Linked DNA regions of Sus scrofa: region 2 is linked to region 1. A link is a contact called in public promoter capture Hi-C data. All regions are on one chromosome and are shown on one strand. The core of a region is the stretch at or near the end of the contact, and the rest is flanking DNA. Distances in the headings are between cores, read along the strand shown.

Region 1 (7,178 bases), core at 4,501-7,000:
GGAACAAGGTCCATGGACCATACCCCTCAGCCCAGCCACTGTACAGAATCCAGAAGCAGGAGTGGGGTGACCTCATACAGGGTTCACTGTGGGACCACGAGGAGGGCCCCAATGAGGCTGTGGGCGGGCAAGGGTCCCTTCCTAGAGAGAATGGCTTTGGACCATACCCCAGGGTTCTGGACAACTTCCTGTAGACCCTGAGGTGCCTCGGGTGGGTGGGAATAGAGCAGCTCAGCCCAGGGGGCGCGGGAGCACCAGGACAGGCCACGAGGGAGCTGGGAGAGGAAAGTGATAGGGGCAGGGGGTCCGGCCACCTTGGAGCTGCCACACCAACAGCCTCCAAACCACAGGGCCTGGGAAAAGAGCACAGAGAGAACAGCCTGTCCAGCTGCCACGGAGCAGGGACAAAGGGTCCGGAGTCCCACCGGTGGGAGCACACCACCACTGCCCTTCCCCCCAAGGCTGAGAACCAGACTCCTAGTCACCAGGCTTTCTTCTTCCCAGCCTGAGGGGGTGTGGGTGGTGAACGTGTCCTCCTCCCAGGCCAAGGGAGACTGCAAACAAGAAGCCTGGCTCCTAGCCCCAGCCTGACTCAGGCCAACTTCCCCGCGGGGTCTCTGCAGCTTGCTCGGGCCTCGGTAGCCAAGCTGGGAATCTGGCCACCATTTGGAACACGATGTCTTCTAAATAAGTGATTCTCAAATGGCCCTTAGAGGAGAACATTGGTGAGGATGACCCATCTGGGGTTCCCACACCAACTTCAGTAAAAAAAGAGACAAAGGCTGGCTCTCGGAGTCTCTGAAGCGAGGACGTGGTAGGATGCCCCATGGCAGACCAGGGTCCCAGAGGCAACTCCGAGCCTTGGCTGCCCTGTCTGTAAAACGGGCACCACCAGGGACTCTGCAGGACTCCCAAGGTGTCACCAAGACCCCACCAGCAGACATTCAAGGCCCTCTCAATCAACCAGAGAGTGAAGAACTTCTGGGAGGTGTAAGAACAAGGACAGATGTTCAGACCAGGGAACCACGAGGTCTCTGATGAATACCACCAGGTGAGCGCTCTGGTCCCCAGTCCTGACAGCTCCTCAGGATCACTTGGGCTCTCAGAAACCAGGAATTCCACGAGGAATTGGAATTCCACCAATGCCCAACCCCAGGGTGGTGCCAGACTACCTTCAGCCAGGCCTAAGGGCAAGGAGAACTGTCCAAGGAGGCACGTCCCCTCCCCTTACTGCCCGTGTGGCCATCAGTCACCTGGCCACCCTAGATGGTCAGCTTCCAGCTTTCTCCACTGTTTCATCCCCAACGCCTGTGCAGTGCCTGCCATCTTGTGGGCACAGTGGGGAAACATGTCAGTGCCAACACTATCACTCACCAGGTGTTCTACCTAGAGCCACCTCTGGTGGTGCCTGTCTGAGATTGCTGGGGTCACTATAACTAACCACTAACCAGGGGGCTTCAAATAGAAAATTATTCTCTCATGGTTCTGGAGGCCAGAAGTCCAAGATCAAGGTGTCAGCAGGGCCATGCTCCCTCCAAAGGCTCCATGGGAGGATCCTTCCTTGCCTCATCCAGCTTCTGGTGATTCCAGGTAGTCCTTGGCTTGAGGCTACATCACCTCAACCTCTGCCTCCATCTTTTCTGTTTACCTCAAACCTCTTCCTGCCTTCCTCTTAGAAGGACACCGGTCACTGGACTTAGGGCCTATCCTAAATCCCGGCTGATCTCATGCAGAGATCCTTCACCGAATTGCAGCTGCAAAGATCCTTTTCCAAGTAAGTCACATTTACAGGTTCCAGATGGACATACCATTTCAGGGACACCATTCAACCCAGGAGGCTGCCTAGGAGGGTTTAGGTAGCCTGCGTGACAGAATTTATTATTTTTTTTTTTCTTTTTAGGGCCACACCTGTGGCACATGGAAGTTTCTGGGCTAGGGTTGGAATAGAAGCTGCAGTTGCTGGCCTACACCACAGCCACAGTAACCCCAGATCTGAGCCACATCTGCGATCTACACCCCAGCTTGCAGCAATGTTGGATACGTAACCCACTGAGCGAGGCCAGAGATCGAACCTGCATCCTCATGGATACTAATTCAGTTCTTAACCTACTGAGCCACAATGGGAACTCCTGGACCAGAATTTAATCACATCAAATGGCTCAGCAGGGAAAGGACTTCTACTCTTCACGGAGAACATCTTGGTTTGGGGCCGGCACATCTTTATCATGTTGCTAGAGAGGGTGCAGGTCCCTCGGCTCAGAGGCTGGGCTGCAAGTGCGCCTCTAGCAAGGTGACTGCTGATCTGGTTTCCTTTGTTTTCCGTCACTCTCATGCTGGTTCTTTCAGCAGGGAGGTAAAGTTTCCATATTATGATACAGTAAGACTCAAAGAGGAGTTCTTCTGTGGTGCAGTGGGTTAAGGATCTGGGTGCAGCCAGAAAAAAACAAAAACAAAAACCAAAGAACATATTGCTATAACAGAAGCAAAACAGACATTCAGCAGAAAGCAAAAGGCAGAACATGAGTATAACAATGAATCTCACAGAGACCTTACTGAAATGAATGTCACTGTTCCCATGTGACAGGATGGGAAACTGAGGCTTAGAGAGGTGCAGTGAATCAGGCTTGGCTGCAGAGAGAACCTAGAAGAGCCAGAATCCGAGCCCAGGAATGCCTCAATCTTCTTGTGAGCTACATACACTACCCCAGCGTGGAGGCCCATAACCGTGGTGCTAAGCAGAGTGAGACACGCACACATCCCTGTACCCTCTCTCCCCTCGAGACGTCCACGCCAATCCCTGGGACCTGTGAACAGTTGACATTACAAAAGGGATTTCAATGGTGTGATGAACGTTATGAGCCCCAAAATGGGGAGACTATGTTAGGTTACATGGGAACATCCTGTCTAATCACAGATGCTCTTAAAAGCAAAGACCACTTATTTATTTATTTTCTTTTTAGGGCCACACCTGCGGCATACGGAAGGTCCCAGGCTAGGGGCTGAATTGGAGCTGCAGTGACGGCCTACACCACAACCACAGCAATGCTGGATCCAAGCAGCATCTGCAACCTATGCTGCAGTTTGTGGCAATGCCAGATCCTTAATCCACTGAGCCAAGCCAGGGGCTGAACGTGCGTCCTCATGGAGACTATGTCAGGTTCTTAACCTGCGGAGCCACAACGGGAGCTCCAAGCAGAAGACTTTTAGACTAAAGGGATGAAGGAGAGGGGGAAATCTGAGAGACTCCAAGCATGAGAACCTTATGGCTGGTTCTGAGATGGAAGGGTGATGTGCGAGCTTGAGGACTAGAGAGAAGCCTCTAGGAGCTAAGAGTGGCCCCTGGTCAAGAGGCAGCAACTGGAACAAGTTAGGAAGGTGATTCCTCCCCAGAACCTCCAGAAAAGATGTAGCCAGACCAATACTTTGATGTTAGCCTGGCGAGAACCTTGCTGAACTTCTGACCTACAGAAGCTGTGAGATAATAAATGTGTGCTCTTTTAAGCCATTGTTTGTGCTAATTTGTCACAGCGGCAATGGAAAGCGAACATGATTGTACACACGTTATTTCAGCAAATCCTAACCTTCCTGAAATCTGTTTGGAGTTCTACCCCCATTACATAGATAATGCTCAGGGACATGAGGTTCCCTGCAAATGGCCAGAAGGGAAAACAAGCTTTCTCTACTTCAGAATCCAATTTCCTCCGAAGGCTCTGCGTGCCTCTCTGAAGACATCTGCCACTCCCCTGCTTGGTGCTTCGATGGCCTCCCACAATGGCCTCCAAACATGTTTGGAATAAAACCCAAACCCCTGCTGCTGCCGCCCCCTAAGGCTCTGTCCACCTCATTCTTTGTCTCTCCCGCTGTACTTGCCCCACTTCTGCTATACCAGCCTCCTAGGCCTTGATCACCTGGAACTCACTCCTGCCTCGGCCACCTCTGCAGCAACTTATGGGGTTAGATCCTTCCCCAAGGTTCAGTCTCAGGTTCAAATGACAGAGAGATCTGGCCTGATCTGACCACTCTCATGCAAAGCAGTTCCCACCCCCATCTCTAATTTTTTTTCAATTTTATTTTATAGCTGCGCCACGGCATATGGAAGTTCCTGGGCCAGGGACTGAATCTGAGCCATGGCAGTGACCCAAGCCCCTGCAGCTGGATTCTTAACCCACTGTGCCACAGTGGGAACTCCCCCCACCCCCATTTCTGACTCAGTACTCTCATCTCCTCTCACCCCCATAGGGCTCAAGTTGTAATTAAGCTTTCTCTCTTCAGAACACTAAACCCTGGAGTTCCCATCGTGGCTCAGTGGTTAACGATTCCAACTAGGAACCATGAGGTTGCGGGTTCGATCTCTGGCTTTGTTCAGTGGGTTAGGGATCCAGCGTTGCTGTGAGCTTCGGTGTAGGTCGAAGACGAGGCTTAGATCCCGAGTTGCTGTGGCTGTGGTGTAAGCTGGCGGCTACAGCTCTGATTAGACCCCTAGCTTGGGAACCTCCATATGTCGCAGGTGCAGCCCTTAAAAAAAAAAAAAAAAATTCTCCAATGGCTCACTCTCAAAGTAACTGTAATATCCGTGACCCTTCCCCAAAAGTACTGCCTAAGGTCCTTTCTGCTCCCTCTCCTGTCACCCGCTCACTGCCTGGGCCCTGGACTCTATTTTTCAGCCCTCAAACAGCCAAGCCCCCTCACCACTCCCCATCACACCATCTCCTGACATCTTGTTTATTAACTTGTTAATTCTCTGTCTCCCTTGGGAGCTGAGGTTTCCAAGAGAGCTGGGAGTTTTGTCTATTTTGTACTGCTTTGAGCCCAGCACGAGCACTCTGCCTGGCTTATACAGATACTCCATGAGGAGTGAACGAATGGGCATGTTTGGAGAGAAATAATCTGGTTAATGGGACAGGGTGACATTGCGAAAAGCCTCGGAGTTCTCACCTGGACAATGAGGATAAACAACGTCCCTACTTCACAGGTATTGAGGGTATGGCGGCACAGTGTGGGCGCTGAACCAACAAGAATTACTGTTACTATTATCATTACTATAGCGTAATAACCTCGCCATTGTTATTACCATAGCGGTAAGAAACCCCTCTTTTACTCAAACGCCTCCCAGGCTAAGAGCGCTCAAAGTGAGAAGTATCATAAACTGCTGCTGCTTTGGGTTTTGTCATGGGACAGGGATAATTCCTTATCGCGCTCTAAAGAGGTGTGAGAGGAAAAACGGGACGAGGAAAGAAAGGGTTTTAAAATCAGAGCACGACCCGTGGCCAACAGGAAGCGTATTCCGCCCCCGCCTCCGCCCCTAGCATCCCCTAGCCCACCTTCACCCGCTGAGCCTCGTTGATGCACTGTTGGTAGCTGCCAATGTAGAAGGCATTCTTTACGTCGAACAACTCATCTACTTCCCCGGAGCCGCCGGAGGCCGGGCCGGGTGCCGGTGGCGCCATGTCGCTGTGTTCTTACCCCTTCCTCTTCCTGAGGACACGTCGGCCGGAAGCACAGAGCCACCGCAGAGCCTCCGGGAAATGTAGTTTACTCGGCTCCCTGGAAATGAGCTTAAAGAGGAGTTAAAGGGGCGGGAGACGCACGTGCGTTCACAGGGCATCTCGGGAATTGTAGTTGTATTCGAGTCTGCGGGCTCGGGGAAAACATGGTAAGGATATAATGAGCCTAGGAATGGCAGTAAACTGCAGAGGGTGGAGCCGCGCAAAAGGTAGATCCAATAAACGCGAAGGCTTCCCTGACGTCATCGACAAGCGCCGGAAGCACGGCTCACAGGGGTGCCGGGCTGACTGAGAGGATGGCTGGCTTTGCTGAGCTCGGGCTGTCATCGTGGCTGGTGGAACAATGTCGGCAGCTGGGTTTGAAGCAGCCCACGCCCGTGCAGCTCGGCTGCATCCCCGCCATCCTGGAGGGTGAGTGTACCTAGGCCTCTTCTACAGGAGGTTTCCCCGCTCCTGTCGCCTTACTTTGCCTTCTCGCCCCTTTTGCCCACACCGGTACCGTGGGTCGAGGGGCAGCTTTGGGGCCTCACGGGCGAGCCTGGTTTCTCGGAGTCGACTACTCAGTGTTGGCGTTTAGGCTGTACGATTGACTCGCCGTGTTTCCGCACACAAGTGGTGTAATTTCTGAAGCTCTCATAGATAGCCTCAGAGCGCTGGGATGATTTGATGAGTGACTGGTAGATAACACTGGGAAAATTCGGTAGTTTGTATTACTATCTCCATTTCATAGATGGAAACTGAGGTTGTCGGTATTACCGGTACCGACAACTGGTAAACCTAGGTAAATTTAGGACTCTAGTCTGTAGACTGCTTTTCTCCTCACTCCTCTGGCTTTTTAGGAAGCCTCAGATGGACAAATTGAGAGATTAAATAAAGCTGAAGGCATCATTTGGGAGCATAGGATGCAGATTTTGGAGAACATTCTGGGTTTCCCAAGCTTCTATCCCTGGGAAGGAGTCAAAATGAGGTAGTGATTAGTAGCAGACATCTCAGGTCAGATGCATGTGGGTTCTAGTCCAGCTTGTACTCACTGGCAGTGTGTCCTGGGCAAAGCTTTGAGATCTGTTCTCCCTTCTGTTAAGTGGGAATGGTAATGGCCTCTTCCTCCTAAAATTTGTCAGTTGCTAAAACAGTAAGTTATCAGAATCCTGAAACAGAAAGAGCACACGCCAGTATTGAGCATACAGTAACTGCTTATTAGACCTTAGCTGTTATACACTGGGCCCAGTGGAACATCTGTTATACCTCTGATGCTGCTTTGCCCTCTGTCCAGGTCGGGACTGCCTCGGCTGTGCCAAGACAGGCAGCGGCAAGACAGCAGCGTTTGTCCTGCCCATCTTGCAGAAGCTGTCTGAAGATCCCTATGGTATCTTCTGCCTCGTCCTGACACCCACAAGGTGAGCTTCTGGCCCCCAATAGGCCTCTTGGGGGAGCTAACCAGCTGTGTTCTCTTGGGCAAGCGCACTTTGCATTTGTGCAAAATGGGGACAGAGATTAAGCCCATGTCTTAGGGGTACTGAAGAATTAAACAAGATGATATGTGGAAAGTGCTGAGCATGAGGCTTGATTTAGGGCAAGCAGGAAGATCAGGAAGTAGGGACATGGGCAGAAAAGAGGCCTGGGCGGAGCTGGAGCTGGGGGCAGAGAGGAGGGGACCTGGACACTGACCAGCCC
Region 2 (7,432 bases), core at 3,682-6,181, 450 kb before region 1:
TTGTTTCATTTTGTTTTTTGCTTTGGCCGCACCCTTGGCATGTGTAAGTCCCAGGGCCAGGGATGGAGCCCATGCTGCTCTGTAACCCCAGCCACGGCAGTGACAACACAGGATCCTTAATGCACTGAGCCACCAGGGAACTCCATCAGAGCCCCAGTTTTATTTGCAGACCTTTCTCTGTGGCTGTTATAGGCTTCCCCCTCCCCATTCTTCCTTCCTGGGCTCTTGATGTTTCCACACAATGCTTCCAATTTCCCAGAGGGAGTATCCCAGGCCCAAACTGGGGGCTGGGGGCACTCTAGTGGGTGGGATGCCCCCACCAGTGGGCATATCTCCGTCAGGGTTTCTCTGAGCCTCGTTTCCCAACTCTAACATGGAGAGGAAAAAAATGCTGCCTCTCTCATGAGGTTGCTGGGAGGGTTTTAAGGGATGATCAGTGCTGGGTGCACCAATTCCTACTGATTAGTTTGATTCTGGAGTTCAAAGGCAGGGCGGAGGAGCGGGGATCTTCATTTGTGGGCTGTGGACCCACAGATGGTTTTGGAAGTAGGGCAGTGTACTGGCTCAGGTTGAGCTTTGTGGAGTATGAACAGGATGGGGTGGGGGTTGGGGAGGGAGCTGCGGGATCGACTGAGGCTCCTCCGCCCCGTCCTCCAGGGTCCTTTCTCCCACCTGGAGTTCCTCACGAATCTGAGAGCCGGGGGCTGAGGTTCAGTAGGCTCCCGCTCAAGGCCACACGGCCAGGGTTCAAATGTAGGTCCAGATCCTCCATCTGAGAAGTTCTGCCTTCAGGTGATCGGTCTTGGGGTATAATCCCCATTTCGCAAACCAACACTACAAAGGGTTGCCGGCTCTCCAAGGAGTCCAGCGGGTCTCAAAGACCCTTCGCCTGGTGCCCGTGCCCCTCCCCTCCCAGGGAGCTGGCTCCCCGACCAGGTCTAGGCTGGAACCTCCAACCGCACCCCAGCCTGCCCCGGTGCTCACCAGCTGCTGTGGTTTCTTCCCTCCCGGCCGTTGTTTGGGTTTTAATTTTGTGTTGCAGTTAGAAAATTACCCCTAATTACAGCTTCTGAGAGGAAACGTCTGATGGCTCAGACCCTGCTCCCAGCTGTGGCCGCCACCCACGCACGGCTGGGGAAGGGCTGCTGGGGTCTGCAGGCGGAATCCTGGCTGCTTCCCAAATCCCCCCTCCCCCATTAATGGGCAGCTCCCACCTCCTGTGGAGAGGAAGAACCTTCATCAGGAAAACCCAAACCAGCCTTCCCAAAGACTTCCCAACATACTCATGGACCCCACCCCCACCCCCACCCCCGCTGTTTCTGCGGGGAAGGCAGATCCATGGGGAGGAGGGAGGCTTCTGACAGAGAACCTGAGGCATTATTTTATCAAAATAGTGATAAGTCCAACCAAGGCTAGTGCAGAACCAGTAATCTGGAGGAGGTGGCCAGGGAAGGCGAAGAGGGAGGGAGAGGTGAAAGATGGAGAAGGAGAAGTGGGGGAGGAGGGAAAGGAGGAGGAAGAGAAGGAGGGTGGGGGAGAAGGAACGCTGCGGCCAAAGGCCGAAGGAGGAACCAGAATAGTCCAGGCCTGGAGCCGGAGAAAGAGCGCTCCAGGCAGCAGGAACAGCCAGTGCAAAGGCTGGGAGGTGGGCCTATGAAGAGTGCCTCTGAATAATGGAAGGGCTGGAAGGAGTAAATGAGGGGAGGGTTGGCTCCTCCTCCAGGCGGTCCCCCTGCGCTACAAGCAGACCCGGCTTCGGGTTCCTCCAGGCACCGACTCCGACCGCTTAGGGCTGAGGTTTGCGAGCATGGGTGGTTCTTAGAGGCAGAGACCCAGCTCAGGGCTGCAGTCCCCGCGTGGCCACAGGGGGGCGACCGGGAGCCAGCAAAAAGGTTGCAGGTCTGGGGTCCAACTTTCACCCTTAGCGCTCCTCGCTTACCGTTCCCCGCTCACTTTGGCTCCTAAATCAATTCCTGGGCCAGGACCCCTGCCTACCTGGGCCAACCTCCCTGCCTCCTCCATGCCATCCCGATCCACCCGGCAGCCCCCATGAAGCTTCTTAAAATCTTGATGCAGATCCCGTCCCTCGCGGCTAACACACCTTCCGATGGCTCCCTTTTCCTTTTAGAACAAATCCCGACCGGTCTCCGCCAGGAGTGCTCCGGCCCCTCGGTTCCTCTATCCCCTGCTGCAGCCACACTGCCCTCCTCGCTCTGCCTCAACATTTTAATCTTGTGCCCACCTCAGGGCCTTTGCACTTGCCGCGACAGCAATCTGAGCACTCTCCTTGCAGATCTTTCGGATCCACCCCTCCCCTTATTGAAATTTTTTTCCTTTTCCCCCTCACGTCCCTCCTTTGCAAGGGGGATCGGGGGCGGTGTTTCTATGGGTTCTGTTCTTGCTAGGCGTGAGCCCTGCCTGGGTGGATGTGCCCGCGACTCAGCTTCCCGGTCGCTGCGTGGGGCCCAGAGGTCGCTCTTCTCGGACTTTTCCGCCCTCGCTGAGGCTGTTTTGGAGATCCGCCCCGGTTGCCATGAGAACGGCGCTCTCCGCTCCCGCCAGCCGTGCCTCCCCCTCTGCAACTCGCCGGGCCGCGGGTGCCTCCGCCTCCCAGCCTCCTTTCCTCCCTCCGCCCCAGCGGTTGCCCGGTCCTCTTCACCGGGGTCCCCTCCCTCTGCCCAGCACGTGGCACTCCCTGAAATTAGCCTACTGACTCGCCAGCTTTTGACGTTCGGCCCTCCCTTTGCTTCACAAGCAATAGCAACACGTCCAGACTGGTCCACAGAGCCCGGCACACAGCAGGCACTCAATAAATGTTTGCGCGGAGGATGAAGGCTCACGCCGACTTAAGGAGCGGCGGCTCAGAGATAGCGGGGGGCCCAACCAGGGCACAGAATCCTAGGGAGCCACAGAACATTAGGAGATAAATGGGGAGCGCCTGGATGGGGGCGTCCGTAGTGCCCGGCAGTCACAGCTGTCACCAATACACTGTGTGACCTGGGTGAGTCACACCCTCTGTGTGCCTGGCTGAAGAGCGGTGATGGGCACTGGTGGGCATTACGATGAGGGTGTCCTTGATGTCCACATCCCCTGGCGGCCCCGGGGACATTGGGCAGTCGCCAGCTCGACGCCCGACAGAATCAAGTCTGCCGCGCCCCATTAAAACGCAGAGAGGGCCCCTCCTCCGCGCCGGCCTGGGGCCTAGGAGGCCCGCGGGAGAGGAAGCTGGGGGAGGGGACGACCGGCTGGACAGGAAGTGGGAAGGGCTGGCGTCCCCCCCAACCCCGGCCGGGGCCCCTCAGGATGGAGGCGGGGCTGACGACCGCCTGGCCCTGCCCTTCCCTTCCTCCTCGTCCGTCTGGAACCCCAGCGGTTCAGGACTTCCCGCCCGCCAGAAGCCTTGGGTCGGAGGGAGGCCATTGGGGGCGGTTCTAAGAGGGAAGCATAATGGGGGTCGTAGGGCAGCGGGAAGGGCGTTCCGATCAAGGCTCGCGCGCGCGCGCGCGCGCACACACAAACACACAACATGGGAAATCTGAGCGCACAACCACACAACAGAGGTCCCAGGGAGGCAGCAATCCAACCTAGTGCACAAAATGTGACGTGGCGTCACTTGGCCCCCCAAAACCGCCGCGGACACGCAGCCACCGTCGCAGAGCCAGGGACAGTTGCCCCGCCAGCGACTGGGTACTTGCCAATCCTCCCACACACAGCGATGCACACGTGCACTCACACAGGATCCGCATGTCTACACACACACTGGTTGCACGTAGCAAAAAAAAGAATACCTATGGCAAATATTCCCAGAAGCATCCAGACCTAGAGTCACAGTTGGACCTTGGACCGCCTCTCCTCACCCAGCCCACGCACGCAGCCCACAGGTCCCCTGGCGCACAGGCCTCCACCCCTCCCAAGCACCCCTTGCCCTGCGGGTGTCCTTCCTTGCCTGAGTGTCTGCCTCCACCTTCTCTGAAAATATCCTGGGGGTAGAAGAAGGGTCCCAGGAGAGAGAATGGAATACCCTTTCCCTGCACCCAGGCAAATGGGATTCATGCCATTAACAGCTGGCAACACTGGCAGAGAGGCGGAGCAGGCGGGAGTGACCCAGTCCGTCACCCAGCACCGACTATTGACACGAGGTGTGACAGTAGGGCTGTGCAGAGTGGCTCCCAGCGTGTGGCCTGGGCACCCCAGGAGCTTCTTGTCTGTGTGGTGTCTTTGTGCTGCGAGCATCTCTGTTGTGTGACTGTGCGTTGCGTGTGACTGTGTGACACAGTTATCTGTGGCTCAGTGACAGCCCAGGCCCCTGTGTGGAGCCCTCCAGAGGCTGCAACAGGGTGCCCCAGGGTGACAGCAAGTAGCTGCTTGGGCTCATTCCACAGCTGTTGGAAGATGTGCCATAGCGGTTCCAAATGCGTGTCTATGCAGGTGTGTGCCGAGGTGCGCGTGGTCTGTTTCAGTGTTCTGTAACAGCAACTATTTAAGCTGTGTATACCTGCGTGTCTCTGGGCAGACTGTGTATGGCGGTCCCCACCTGTGCTGCGGGGTGATACATCCAGTGTGACTGCCTGTAGCTTTATAGGTCTATCAGTAGTTATTCCAGTAGTTATGCGGACTTACGTGTGGAGTCTTGTGTCGGAGAATGCTATCGCAATTAAGTGTGGGCTTGTGTTCTTAGGTGTACAATTTGGGTGGCTGGTTCTATTTGGACAATGTGTGTGTAGCCATGATCAGCTGTGTCCCGCTGTGTGCCCCAGAAGTGGTGTCCCCACTCATGCCCTGAGCGTGAGCAGCCCGCGCCCCCTCCCCCCGCGGCGGGCACTGCGCTTGCGCGCCCGGCCCACGGTCCTGGCGGCGGGACCCACCCGCGCTCCTGCCATCGCCCCTTTAAGAGCGGCGCCCGCGAGCGACGGGGAGGCGGCGGGCGGGGGCGCGCGCGGCGGGAGGAGGGGGCGCGCGCTTCCCGGAACAGCCCGCGCTGAGGGAAGAGAGGAAGAAAATAAAACCCGTGGTCAGAGCCAAAGCTGGAGCTGCCGCCGCCGCTGCCGTCTCGGCCGTTTGGAGCTCCCCCGCGCGGACGATGCCCGCGATGCCCGCGCGGGGCTCGGGGTGGTGAGGCCCGGGACGCGGGGTAGCTATGGCGACCGGGAGCGCGGCCCGCGGCGCCGCCTGACAGGTGTGGGGCCCCAGCGCGGCGGCGGCGGCACGGAGCAGGATGTACGCCAAGGGGGGCAAGGGCTCGGCCGTGCCCTCCGACAGCCAGGCACGCGAGAAGTGAGTCAGTGGGCCGGGACCTCGGGAGCCGGGGGCGGGGCTCAGTGGCCGCGCCGCTTCCGTGGGCCCCACCGCCAGCGGGCACTGCGTTGGGCACTGCGTTGGGCACGTGGGTGCGGGGTGCAGGGCGTGCGGGGCCAGAGCACGCTCGAAGGGCCGCGAGATTTGAGCGGGTGCGCGAGACCCGAGGGGGCTCAAGGAGGCGCGAGATACGTGGGAGCGCTCAAAACCCAAAGGGTCATGAGGGATTTAAGGGGTCGCGAGATTTGAGGGGACGCGCGAGACTCGAGAGGTTGAAAGAGTAGTAGGGGCGCAGGAGACCCGAGGGGTGCGAGATTTGCGGGGGCGCGCGAGACTCGAGGGTGCGAGATTTGAGGGGGCGCGCGAGATCCTAGAGTGACTAGAGGGTCGCGAGACCTCCCCGACGGTCGAGACTTGGGTGTGCAAGGTTGCATATGTGAGTGCATGGAGTCACAGTTTGTGTAGCTTCCTCCATCCTCCCAGGAAGTTTCCCAGGTAGGGGACACTGCTTACTCTGGTACTTCTGCTCCTTGGGAAAAGCTTGAGAGATGATAGAAGGGCCTGCAAGGCCACCTGTCCAAGCGGGCTTGGGGCGGCTGGATGGGGCCCTGAGGAAGCTGCAAGGCTCACAGTCCTGGGGCCTGCCACTTGTTCTGGGGCTGGGCTGGGCTGTGGGTAGCAGATGCTTTCAGGCTGTTAGAAGGATAGGTAGCTAATTTCCAGACTCTGTGATGAGAGCTTCTTGGGGTGGGGAGGCAGCAGGGCTGCTGTGCTTCCCTTGCCTTCTGACACTGTCTCTTAACCTGTTTTGTGGCTTTGGATGAGGGAGCACCCCCTGCTAGGCTCACTTTCCCTTCCTTATAAATGCAGTGCCATCTCTTAGGTTTGGGGAGCATTTGAAAGGTGCTGGAGCTGCGACTGCCTCACAGTAAGGGCACCCAATGGTTTTGCAGTATTGTTAAAGTGCCAGAGAGAAGGGAAGGCTTGCCATGGCTGATGGCCAATGGTTGATTCACAAGATCCTAGAAGGACTTGAATGTCTGGGTGGTGAGGAAGCCCCTTGGACATGGGCTCTTTCCTGTTCTGCCTTTTCTGCCTGGGCTGACATTGAGGTCACTGCCCCACCCCACTCCTACATACACACATAAGGATGAGTGTCCATTCTCTACCCAGCCTTGGGGTCATTTTGGAGAAGAGCCTTCTGGCCAAAAGATGCTAGGTAGATGAGTACTTTTCTAGGCTTGTCTTGTCGATCTGCACAGTTATGAGGTGGGCTCCATTTCCAGGCACCTTCGAGCAGGAAGGCTTTTTGAAACTGGCACCTGGCTCTTTTGAGGTTGGAAGCAGGGGATGTCTGGATACCCAACTCCTGGGAATCCTGGCACATCTGCAGCCATCCTTTTACCCTGGCTGCTGGGATCTAGGGGCTACCACTCCCTCAGTGGGAATTGTTCACTTGTTCAGACATGTGCTGGGCTGGGTCCTGGGGCATAGTGGTTGGAAAGGCACACCTTGGCCCTGAAGAAGCCCACATCCTAGCTAGGAGGCAAGCGAGTTACTTAGCAAGCTGATGTGAAGATCTTGGGATGTGCTATGAAGAAAGCAAAGTGGGAGGTAGTGAAGTGTGAGGGAGGTGCCAGGTGTGCAGAGACCTGGAGGAAGAGCTGATGGCTGAGGGCACAGCAAGTGCAGAGTCCCTAGGGTGAGGCCAGGCAAAAGAGCTAGGGCTGGTGTCCAGGGGTGGGGTGTGCCGTATGAGCCAGAGAGGCATGTGTTTGAAAGTGCATTCCAGCTCTTTTGTGGACTAGGGCTTATTTGGGGTTGGTGGGGGTAGAGGACCAGGAGACCTGGGAAAGGCAGGCACAGTTAACTGGGAGAGAGCTAATGGTGGCAGCTTAGGTGGTGGTCATGGAGACAGAGTGGAGGAAATGGGTTTGAGCTGGGGTGGTAGGGTTTGGAGTTGCATTTCAGTCCCACTGAACAGTTCAGGAAAGATTTTGGGGGTTTTTTTGTTTTTTGGTTTTTGGGTTTTTTTTGGCCATGGCATGCAGTGGCTTGATGTGGGATCTTAGTTCCCAGACCAGAGATTGAACCTGGGCTGCGGTGGTGAAAGCACTGAGTCCGAACCATTAGACCA

The links. Promoter capture Hi-C pulls out the DNA fragments that hold promoters and counts their contacts.
Region 2: a promoter capture Hi-C map of fetal liver shows a contact between it and region 1, with 4 times the contacts expected there. The contact joins the promoter of SSBP4 here to the promoter of DDX49 in region 1. A contact is called at or near these places in 1 of 5 promoter capture datasets (fetal liver), 1 of 47 Hi-C or Micro-C datasets (liver) and 1 of 2 datasets of contacts at active chromatin or transcription factors (alveolar macrophages).

Annotation. Positions count from the first base shown.
Region 1 is chr2:58,929,282-58,936,459 of Sscrofa11.1, reverse strand. It overlaps DDX49 (probable ATP-dependent RNA helicase DDX49), which reads left to right and starts at 5,750. Exons shown (of 13, transcript XM_003123539.4): 1 at 5,750-5,915; 2 at 6,778-6,901. The coding sequence starts at 5,801. It overlaps COPE (coatomer subunit epsilon), which reads right to left and starts at 5,531. Exons shown (of 10, transcript XM_003123536.4): 1 at 5,322-5,531. The coding sequence starts at 5,447.
Region 2 is chr2:59,382,036-59,389,467 of Sscrofa11.1, reverse strand. It overlaps SSBP4 (single-stranded DNA-binding protein 4), which reads left to right and starts at 4,931. Exons shown (of 17, transcript XM_021083516.1): 1 at 4,931-5,274. The coding sequence starts at 5,216.